2 separate regions of the Zea mays genome follow, and region 2 is linked to region 1. Evidence: chromatin contacts called from public Hi-C data. All regions are on one chromosome and are shown on one strand. Each heading gives the region's core, a stretch centred on a gene start, on an enhancer-like site or on the middle of the called end of the contact. The rest is flanking DNA. Distances are from core to core; before and after follow the strand shown. Region 1 holds the start of LOC100279916. Region 2 has its middle 140 kb from the start of LOC100279916.

Region 1 (4,452 bases), core at 1,667-4,166:
GAACCCGTACCCGTACCCAAACTTTCGGGTACCCGCAATTTCGGGTTTGGGTTTGGGTAAAATTCGGGTACCCTCTATTATAAATCATACACAAGAGTACAAGACATCTATATGACAATGGAATTATAAAATACTAGAGTTTAATAACTTGCACAAGTCCACAACGCACACAAGAAAACGGAGACAAAGTACTACTGTTACATAAATTTTAACTGCATCTCAAGTAGCAAGTTTGGGGGGGTGAAAGAGAAGCTCTGCGCCTCTGCTTGTACATAGAAACTTTTTCAAGCAAAACAAATAGAAAGGTCTGAACAGTTTTGGTTCAACTAAAGCAACAACAAAGCAACGCGCCAAGCATTAGCAACGCTAGTCGCCAGTGCCACTCGCCATGCCGCCAACGCCAGTCGCCAGGGCAGCAACAACAAAGCAACGACGTGGAGCCAACAACAGCAAAGCAACGACGTGGTGCCCAAGACTGGCCGAGGCCGACTACGCGGTGCCACGGACCCGCGGTGGCGCGGTGCGTCGGGCGCGTGTGCGCGTGTGCCTGCAGCCAGAGCCTGGGATAGAGGATGAGAGGAGTGCGCTGGGAGCGGGGAGCCTGGGAGGAGGACTGCGCGTCTGCGCGCAGCCGCGCACTGCGGTGCTGGGGCCTGGGAGCTTGGGAGGAGCCGGAATGGAGCCTGGAGGAGGACGCCGTCGGCGGTCGGCCTGTCGGCCGCCTGGGAGCTACTGAGCTAGGGTTGTTGCCTTGCTTTGCTGGGACGGCTGGGATGGGATCAAGGACAGCCGGACTCCGGATAGGGAGTAGGCAGAAGCAGCGGCACAGCCCAGAGCCCACGGCCAACAGCGCAGCCCAATAGGCAACAGCCCACGACTAGGACCAGTTCGGGTAGAATGGGTACTTCGGGTACCGCGAGTGAATACCCGATTAGGCCCAAACTTAGTTCGGGTATTTAGTTTTGTTACCCGTTGGAATTGTTCGGGTAACGGGCATCGGGCTAAACGGGTACGGGTTCGGGTATTTTGGGTAACGGGCTTCGGGCTCGGGTTTTATGCCCAGTCCTACAATATAGCTTGGCTTCGAAGGTCCATCCTTCAGTAACTCCGGAGCAGGCCTCGACGATGACAAAGCCCTCATAGCTTATGAGATGGGTAGGGTATCTTTTCATGCCTCCGAAGAGGTACGTGTGATCAGTTTTTGCGGTGGTCTGAATCCTAGCCATCTGAGTGGACTGGAAATTGTCTGAGATGACTTAGCCAAAGCCAGCATTCGAAGCAGCGGTGGATGGGAAGCTTCGGAGGCACATAAAATTTTGGCAGCAGGTAGTTGTGGGCAGTAAATGTGATCCGCACCCACCCGCTCGGCTGTTTTATACTGAGAAATGGGTGTGAAGCGGCGTGAGACGTCGAAAAACATTCCCGCACATCACTCTCAGCATCTCCCTGTCCGTCTAACTTTCAGATCAATTGTTTTTATTGAATCGATCTATCTTCTTCATAACGGAATTCAGGAAGGTGTTTTTCGGACCTTCGGCACAAAGCCTCCCAATTTTATTTTTTACGATCTAAGTTCGTTACGAAGAAACAAACTCATCCCGCGAGGGCTACTGTTGGGGGCTTACCTTTGCCAGAGTTCTTCATTTAACCTTCACTTCGATATGAACAAGTGTGTTTCAAGTACACTTCAATCAATGGACGAAGCTGGTCTTCGGCCGAAGCAGCGTATAAAGAAGATTCACCCATGCGTGCAGATAATAAAGGTGTGTGCCGAAGTTGATAGCTTCGGCAAAAGGAGAAAGGCTTCGAACACAAGCCAGCGGAGAAGCTTTCACGCGATGAAGGCCAAGATCTGCGCAGCAAAGGAAGGTCATTTGTAAACAATGTGTGTAAAACCTTGAGGGGCATGATTGTAATTTTGTACGAAGGCGTTTCATTTTTTTTCTATAATTAGATGAACAAAGTCATGCATAAGATACCTTTTTGAGGACCATAGCTTCGGCCTTCGAAGAGCCATCATACCACCTTGTGTTAAGGAGCCGAAGGTATACTTATAAACTAATTTAATAAAAAAAAAGAAGTCGGAATAAGAATGCTAAGACAGATGAGTTCCATACAATATTTTTCATTGTCTTTTCACATCGTTTCATTTCCACTTCATTTTGAGAAACTTCGTCCTTCGCGCTAACACTTCGAACCAAAGGACGAAGGTCCAAATATTTAACTTGTGTTGCCTTGATTTTCGATACCTTCAGGGATTGAAATCAAGTACCAACGGATCCATATCTCATCAATAATGAAATATACTAAAATAGCATATTATCTTTATGTCTAGCATGATAAATTCATCGAACCCAACATAATTTTATTACAAGATCAACAATTCCATACTAAATGACAACATTATGCCATAAGATCATACAAAATATAGCACTCATAACCTAAAAGAGAGTTATTAATAACAACATACAACATTATGATAGTTATCTAATTGTTCAGTATACAATACTTAATATTTAAATGTTTAAGACGTGTAAGCTATTGAAACAAAAAGGGCATCATTCTTGCTCTTCCAATTTTATATGGAATATTTCTAATAATCTAGACACACATGACATGTGTTAGTGGATTCACGTGTGAAGAGAGAAAATACTCATAGCCACCATATCTAATGTATATAATAAAGTATCTAATAAAATACCTATAGACATAAAATTTGTTAAATATATGTTTTAATAGAGTTTTTACCCATCAAATATCGAGTTACTATTACCATCTATATTGATGCGCTATATCAAACAGCTGCTTTCAAACAACAACTTCCGAACCGTCCGGCCTTAGCAAATGACATCCGGGACCCACCAGTCCTTCTCCATACTCCCGAGTCCCGACCCAAGCAGCAGATAGAGGAATTGGATCCACGTGCACATTCACGCGCCCATCCAAAACTGATACTCCGACCCACCAAAAGCAGCGACCATTAATTTCCTCTTCCTTTTTATTAACTCCTTGGATTAAACCAATCAGCAAATTCTTGCCCGTGGAAATTAGAATTCCCCAGCAGAAATAGGTGCATCGTCGCGTTCTTTTAATCTAGTAAAATTCTTCCATTTTTTCAGTAATCCTTTCCCTTCCCCTGCATCGATCGGAGTATCGGACCAAGAACAGAGGGTAGAATCAGGTAGAAAGAAACAAGAACTGACTTAGCCAGTGGTAATTCCGGCCTCCATTTGGTGGATTTATCCAATACGATGGCAAGAGTGTCCGGTGAATCGTGACTTGTGAGTTCTTGCCCTAGGGTTTCTGATTCCCCGCCGCGAGATAAGTTGCAGAAATCGTAACACCTTTTCTTTTTGGTCTTTGCCTCAGAATTCCTGACGAATTTCTCGTGGTTTCCGTGGACAAAGCTGTGACCTTTGCGATGCAGTACAACCACCGTAGCCGCTTGCCGCCGCCGCCGCCGTTCGGCCGTGGTGGGTATCCTCGCGGCCACAAGCAGCCGTACTACGCTCCTCCTCCTCCTCCGCCGTTTCCGCCGGCGCCGCCGCCGCCGCCGCTAGAGCGCAAGTACGAGGTGCTTATGGAGGCCGGTCGCCTCGCTGCCGAGTATCTGGTTGCCCAGGGCGTGCTCCCGCCAGCCGCCCTCCAGCGTGGCGCCGGCATCTCTGGCACGTGGCTTGCTCATCCTCTTCCTCCGCCCCCGCAGCTACCACAGCAGCAGGAACCCCCCGGGTTTTATGGCCGGAGGAGGTACGAAGATGAATACAACAGTAACCCTAACGGCTGGCCTAGGCGAGCCAATGGCACTAGTAGCAGCACTAGTAGCAGAGATGATTGCAGCCGTGGCAGCTACAATGGAAGAGGGAAGAGGAAGTATGGGGAGTACAGGAGGGGGTATCTGGACTCAGGGAGAGACAGGGAGGAGAGAGGAAGGCCATTTCCGAACGGTCGGCACTACGAGGAGGATGGGGATGAAGATGGGGCACCTGGGTTTCAGAGAGAGCGCCGCGGCAATCGGGGGAATGATGAGGCGAGTACTAGTGTTACAGAGGCAGTGAGGGAGGGGACACCATTGACAGCGAAGGCTGTAGCAGGGTTATGCATGGAGGATACAACATCGAAGATTATGAGCTCTGTCAAAGATACTAGTAAGGATGCTAATGATGCATCAAAGGTGCTGGAGGAGACTGAGGAAGGTGAGGTGGAGGATGACAGTGGGACGCAAAATTCAGAAACTGAGGTGGTTAAGCAAGGGATAGACACCGATGTAAATCATGCTTCTTGTCGTGTTGTTACAGAGTCAGATCCCAAACAGTTACCATATGGTAAGATTGAAGATGAGGTTCCTGATGAGGAAGCTGGAAATGAAAAAAAAGTTATGGATGAGGCTACTTTGGATCACAACACTTCTGATGGTGAGACAAATATGGAAGTTGAGATGCATGTTGGTAA
Region 2 (4,835 bases), core at 123-2,622, 140 kb before region 1:
GGCGCCCGAGGCCGGACTTGGCTGCTGTCAGCCTCACTCTGTCGAGTGGCACAGCAGTCGGAGCGACGCAGGTGGCGTTGTCTTCTTGTCAGGTCGGTCAGTGGAGCGGCGAAGTGACTGCGGTCACTTCGGCTCTGTCGACTGAAGAGCGCGCGTCAGGATAAGGTGTCAGGCGATCCTTGCATTAAATGCTCCTGCGATACGGTCGGTCGGCGTGGCGATCTGGCCAAGGTTGCTTCTTGGCGAAGACTGGGCCTCGGGCGAGCCGAAGGTGTGTCCGTTGCTTGAGGGGGCCCTCGGGCGAGACGTGAATCCTCCGGGGTCGGCTGCCCTTGCCCGAGGCTGGGCTCGGGCGAGGCGAGATCGTGTCCCTTGAGTGGACCGAGCCTTGACCTTAATCGCACCCATCAGGCCTTTGCAGCTTTGTGCTGATGGGGGTTACCAGCTGAGATTAGGAGTCTTGGGGGTACCCCTAATTATGGTCTGGACTTGCATTCATGCTGAGATTTATTTGAATGATTGCATTAGGTTTGAATTTATAATTTGAATAATTAGAAGATAGAAATAAGAAAAGAAATGGAAATAGGAAAATAAAAGGGGAAAACCATCTGCCACATGGGCCGAATTGACTTGGTCGGCACATTTGCTTCCCCCCACGCCAGCCCACTTGCCACCTCCGCGCTGACTGGTGGGGTCGGGTGGTCGGCCTCCTTATCCGCGCAGGCACGCCTGCGCTCTGTCACTGGTGTGCGGGACCCAGTTGCCAGTTCCTCCCTCCCCCAAACGAGATCTGTTAGCACCGACTGCGTGAACTTCGGGGAAAACAGGCTCGTCGTGATCCCTCCGCCTCCTAATCCGCGTGCTCCGCGAAGATATAAACCCGATTTCCCCGTGACCTGAAGCCCGGCCGCTACAAGTCCTCGCCCTCCTCGATTCACCTCATCTATTGAAACCGCCGTGGGCCTCACCGTTGTGTTGTGTCCGTGCGTGGGCATGCGAGCCACCGCCCATGCTACACGACCATTGCTGCGGTCGGTCTCTTGGCCGGGATGACTCACGGGGTCCCCATGGTACACGAGTCATTCCAATTTCTCGCTGTCTTTCCTCACCACCGCGGAGCCGTCGGGTGGCGTCGCTGGACCTCTACGTTGTTCAATCGTCGGTAAGGGGTTATTACATATATTCACCATCCCCTAGGGAACATTGATCGCGGATAGGATTAATGGATGGGGTGTTGTGGCACGGAACGGCCGTTGTCGGCCATGGCCTCCACTGTGGGGTTGCCCGCCGCCGCTCGGTCAGCTGGTGGATGAAGATGGTGTGGAGATCGTTGGATCTAGATGAACGATAGAGATTAGAAGGTTGGGGAGGAAACTGTATAATCGTTGATCGTGGAACGGACGCCCTGGATTAGATTCATGTATACCTGTTTGGCCAGATCTGACGTGGGCCGTTTGATCTAGATCTGGCGCTCGAAAATCGATTTGGGCGTTATAAAATTTGATGCATCGGTGATAGATCTTGCGACTGTCATTATATGTCGGTTCAATGATTTAATCCTGGCCGCTAGCGGGTGATCGGGTCGTCCATATTCGCACGTACCCCTTCGGCGAGGCTTTTTTGCGTATGAGCCCTCATGTTTCTTTCAAACCCGTCATCCTAACGCAGTTGTAGAAAATTTAATATATGCCCCTGAAACTTGCAGTTTGGCCCCTTATCTCTTAAAGAATGGCACCCTCAATCCAGGACTTACAAAATTTAGTAAAATAAATCCAAAAATGGATTTTTAGTAACTTTGTATTACCATGAAACCTATGATTAAAATCTTGCACCTCCTTTGCTTTATAATAGACACTTAAACCTTCGGAAAATCATAACTTTATGACCGTAACTCCGAATTTAGTAGTTCTCGAATCTAGGATCTAGTTTGACCCGTAGGACAATATTATGCAGTTTGTTCTCATGTTTGGTGTAATGTTATTTTTATGTACTCCTTGTATGTTTGTATGTATTGCTACGTGTAGCAGCGAGGTTTCGAGTCACTTGAAGACCAAGTTGGTACCTGGGGATCTCAAGTCTAAGGCAAGTTGTGCCCTTATTCACTTTTCTCTTTACCCAATAATGTTCCTGTTAATCACTGTGACATGCTCAGGTTAATTTGATGGGACCTAATAGGCTTCCCTAGCATTGTTTATCCCACACCTTGTAGACAAAAGAACTATTGGGTAGTTTTGTTATTGCTCTACTTGGTTTTGGGAAATTAATGTTATATTACGATCATGTTCCAGTTATGTTGTTGTTTAATTATCGTTCATGACAAGATCATTGTGTTAATTGGAACATGGAGCTTAACTTGAGATATCCGTGCTACCACAAGGGTGGAATGGGACGCCCTTGGCTGACTAATTAGGAAAGCTAGTGGAGGACTACCTTACCCGAAAGGGGCAAGGGCGGTAGAGGAGCTGCGTATAGGGAGGCTCTCGGGTCGATTATGCTGTTATGGCTTTTTGGACGAGGGATTCCTATATTGCCTTTCTCAGGAACTGTAGCGGGTTTTCTGAAGCTTGTGGAACTTTGTAAAGGCCTCGTAGTGGATCCCTAGCCATTCACCTTGGAAGTGTCTAAGGGCCTTGCAAACCCTGGCTAGACGGGATACATGAATTGTGGGTAAAGGGTGCAACCTCTATAGAGTGTAAATTTGGTATATTAGCCGTGTTAACGGTCAACAGCGACTCAGGACTCTCGCATGATTAACTTATGGAAATTAACTTAATATGACATATGCATTGCATCGAGGGTGTTATTATCAATTGTGATCTCTTATTTAATTGGGTTGATATTTACTTATACTTAGTAACTGCTAATAAAATTGGGACCAACTTTAAAAGCAATGCTCAGCTTTAACCACCTCCTTTGATAAGTTTTACACTTCACATGAGCTCCCACCTTTGGTGAGTTCATGCACATTATTCCCCACAACTTGTTGAGCGATGAACGTATGTGAGCTCACCCTTGTTGTACTCACATCCCCCCAGGTCAAGAACAGGTACCACATGATGAGGCACATGAAGGATGATGTGACGAGTTCGTGAGTGGTCTAGGCCGTCGTCTACCAGTCAACTATGGTTGCTGGATTGTTGTCTTCGTATGATGTAATTATTTAACTATTTTGTACAAAATTCCATTATATATTAATGATGTGACATTCGTTTCTATACCATGAGTCATCATATGTGTGAGACTTGATCCCAGCACACTTGGTGAAGTTCGTGCCCGGGTTTTGGACCCCTAAAATCCGGGTGTGACAGAATTGGTATCAGAGGAATGTTGACTGTAGGACGTAACCTAGATAGAATTGGACAACCCTTACCTACTTACCTTTGCTACTCTGATTCTTTCTAAACTCACGTTGATCTTTTCTCATCTATTGTTGCTTTACCCTGATTACTCTTACCTTTTCATTTCTAAATACAAAAGTGGATTTCACACTTTGAAATCCTATACCAAAGTGACTCTGAGGAATTGGAGACCTAATCTTAGGAACAAAAAACTATTTTTATAGGTATCTATGCACTTGAATGCTTGTTCTTATGATAATTGTCTGATCTGGTTCTTTGATTGAGTGTGATGAGTTGTGGAGTAATGTCCACAATGGCATCTAAATACATATATGCATAAAATATATTTAGAAAGATAGATTATCCCCCAAATAACAAAACAAATAGATCTATCTTATAGATCCATCTTATCCTTTCATCTTGTCCTTTGCTTATCCCATCCTAGAGTAACACCTAGGGGTGGTAATGGATTGTGATCCAAATAGTTCTTCACAAAATGTCAAGGCACTAAATAAATTATAGCTCAAAAATGACTAGAAATAGAGCCCGATCCTAACCCGCTTCGATCCTTAAATCTTATAGTGCAAAATTTATAGCCCATTGTCAGCCCTAGTAACACCAGGATCTAATCCAAATTAATTAGATCTTATCTAGTCTAATCTAATTATACCCATCTAATCTAGTCTCTACCTAATCCAATATGAATTACTTAACAGATTGGTTAATGCTTCTTAAGTGAATTAGGCTCTATTCATAAATTGTTTTCTACCCATGTAAATAGGTTTTAGCTTAAATTAATGCCTTTGACCAATTCGGCCATAAACAAACAACTTAAGCTACATGTTACTTAGGGGTTGCCTAATCCATGTATTTCAACCTAGAAGCAAAGTAAACCCTGTTTGACCTACTCACCTCATGTACCCCCATCTATCTTAACCATATGTCCCTAACTCAGATAGCGACACCAAAACAAAAGATCCCTCACACAAATAGCAACACCCAGAACTAGGAAGTAATAGATCAACCTCGTCAAGGAGGAATATAAAAGTCAGAGCAGACCTCAAGATGAATCAAGTGTTCGAATACTTCGGATGAAATCTTTTTCTTGCCCTAGCCTTACTTAACCTCAACCTTTTCTACTTCTGCCTAAGTAGCCAAACATAGAACATCCCCATGACTTTTATAACCACCTCTTCAATTAGAAAGAAATTTTCTAACTTTGATCTCATTTGGACAACTAGAAGCCAACTGCAAAACAAAACTTTTGCATCCCTTTTCTACTAATCTCGAGCACGAGATTATTTTTAAGAGGGGTAGAATTTGTAACACCTCAAGTCATAACTTTGGGATTTAGGAAAAGTCTCCAAGGATTTTAAATTCAAATATCTTCTAACAAGGATTTCCTTACCTCTGAAGTCATCTCTCATAAATTTAAAATATTTTCTAATAAGAAAAATCCATATATGAATTTAGTTATCCCTTTGATAAAGTGATCTA

Evidence for each region. A called contact is a pair of places that touch in the nucleus more often than the background predicts.
Region 2: a Hi-C map of endosperm shows a contact between it and region 1, with 2.9 times the contacts expected there. The contact joins the enhancer-like site here to the promoter of LOC100279916 in region 1. A contact is called at or near these places in 3 of 25 Hi-C or Micro-C datasets (bundle sheath, endosperm and leaf).

Annotation. Positions count from the first base shown.
Region 1 is chr4:119,063,149-119,067,600 of Zm-B73-REFERENCE-NAM-5.0, reverse strand. LOC100279916 reads left to right here and starts at 2,916. Exons shown (of 5, transcript NM_001152868.1): 1 at 2,916-3,281; 2 at 3,370-4,452. The coding sequence starts at 3,422.
Region 2 is chr4:119,203,883-119,208,717 of Zm-B73-REFERENCE-NAM-5.0, reverse strand. No RefSeq gene overlaps it. Among protein-coding and RNA genes, the nearest start is that of LOC100279916, 140 kb to the right of the region's middle. Within about 2 kb of position 1,372, at least 20 of the 20 cell types and tissues checked have an H3K27ac peak or open chromatin away from gene starts, as enhancers often do. A contact at or near this core is called in bundle sheath, endosperm and leaf, where this site is marked.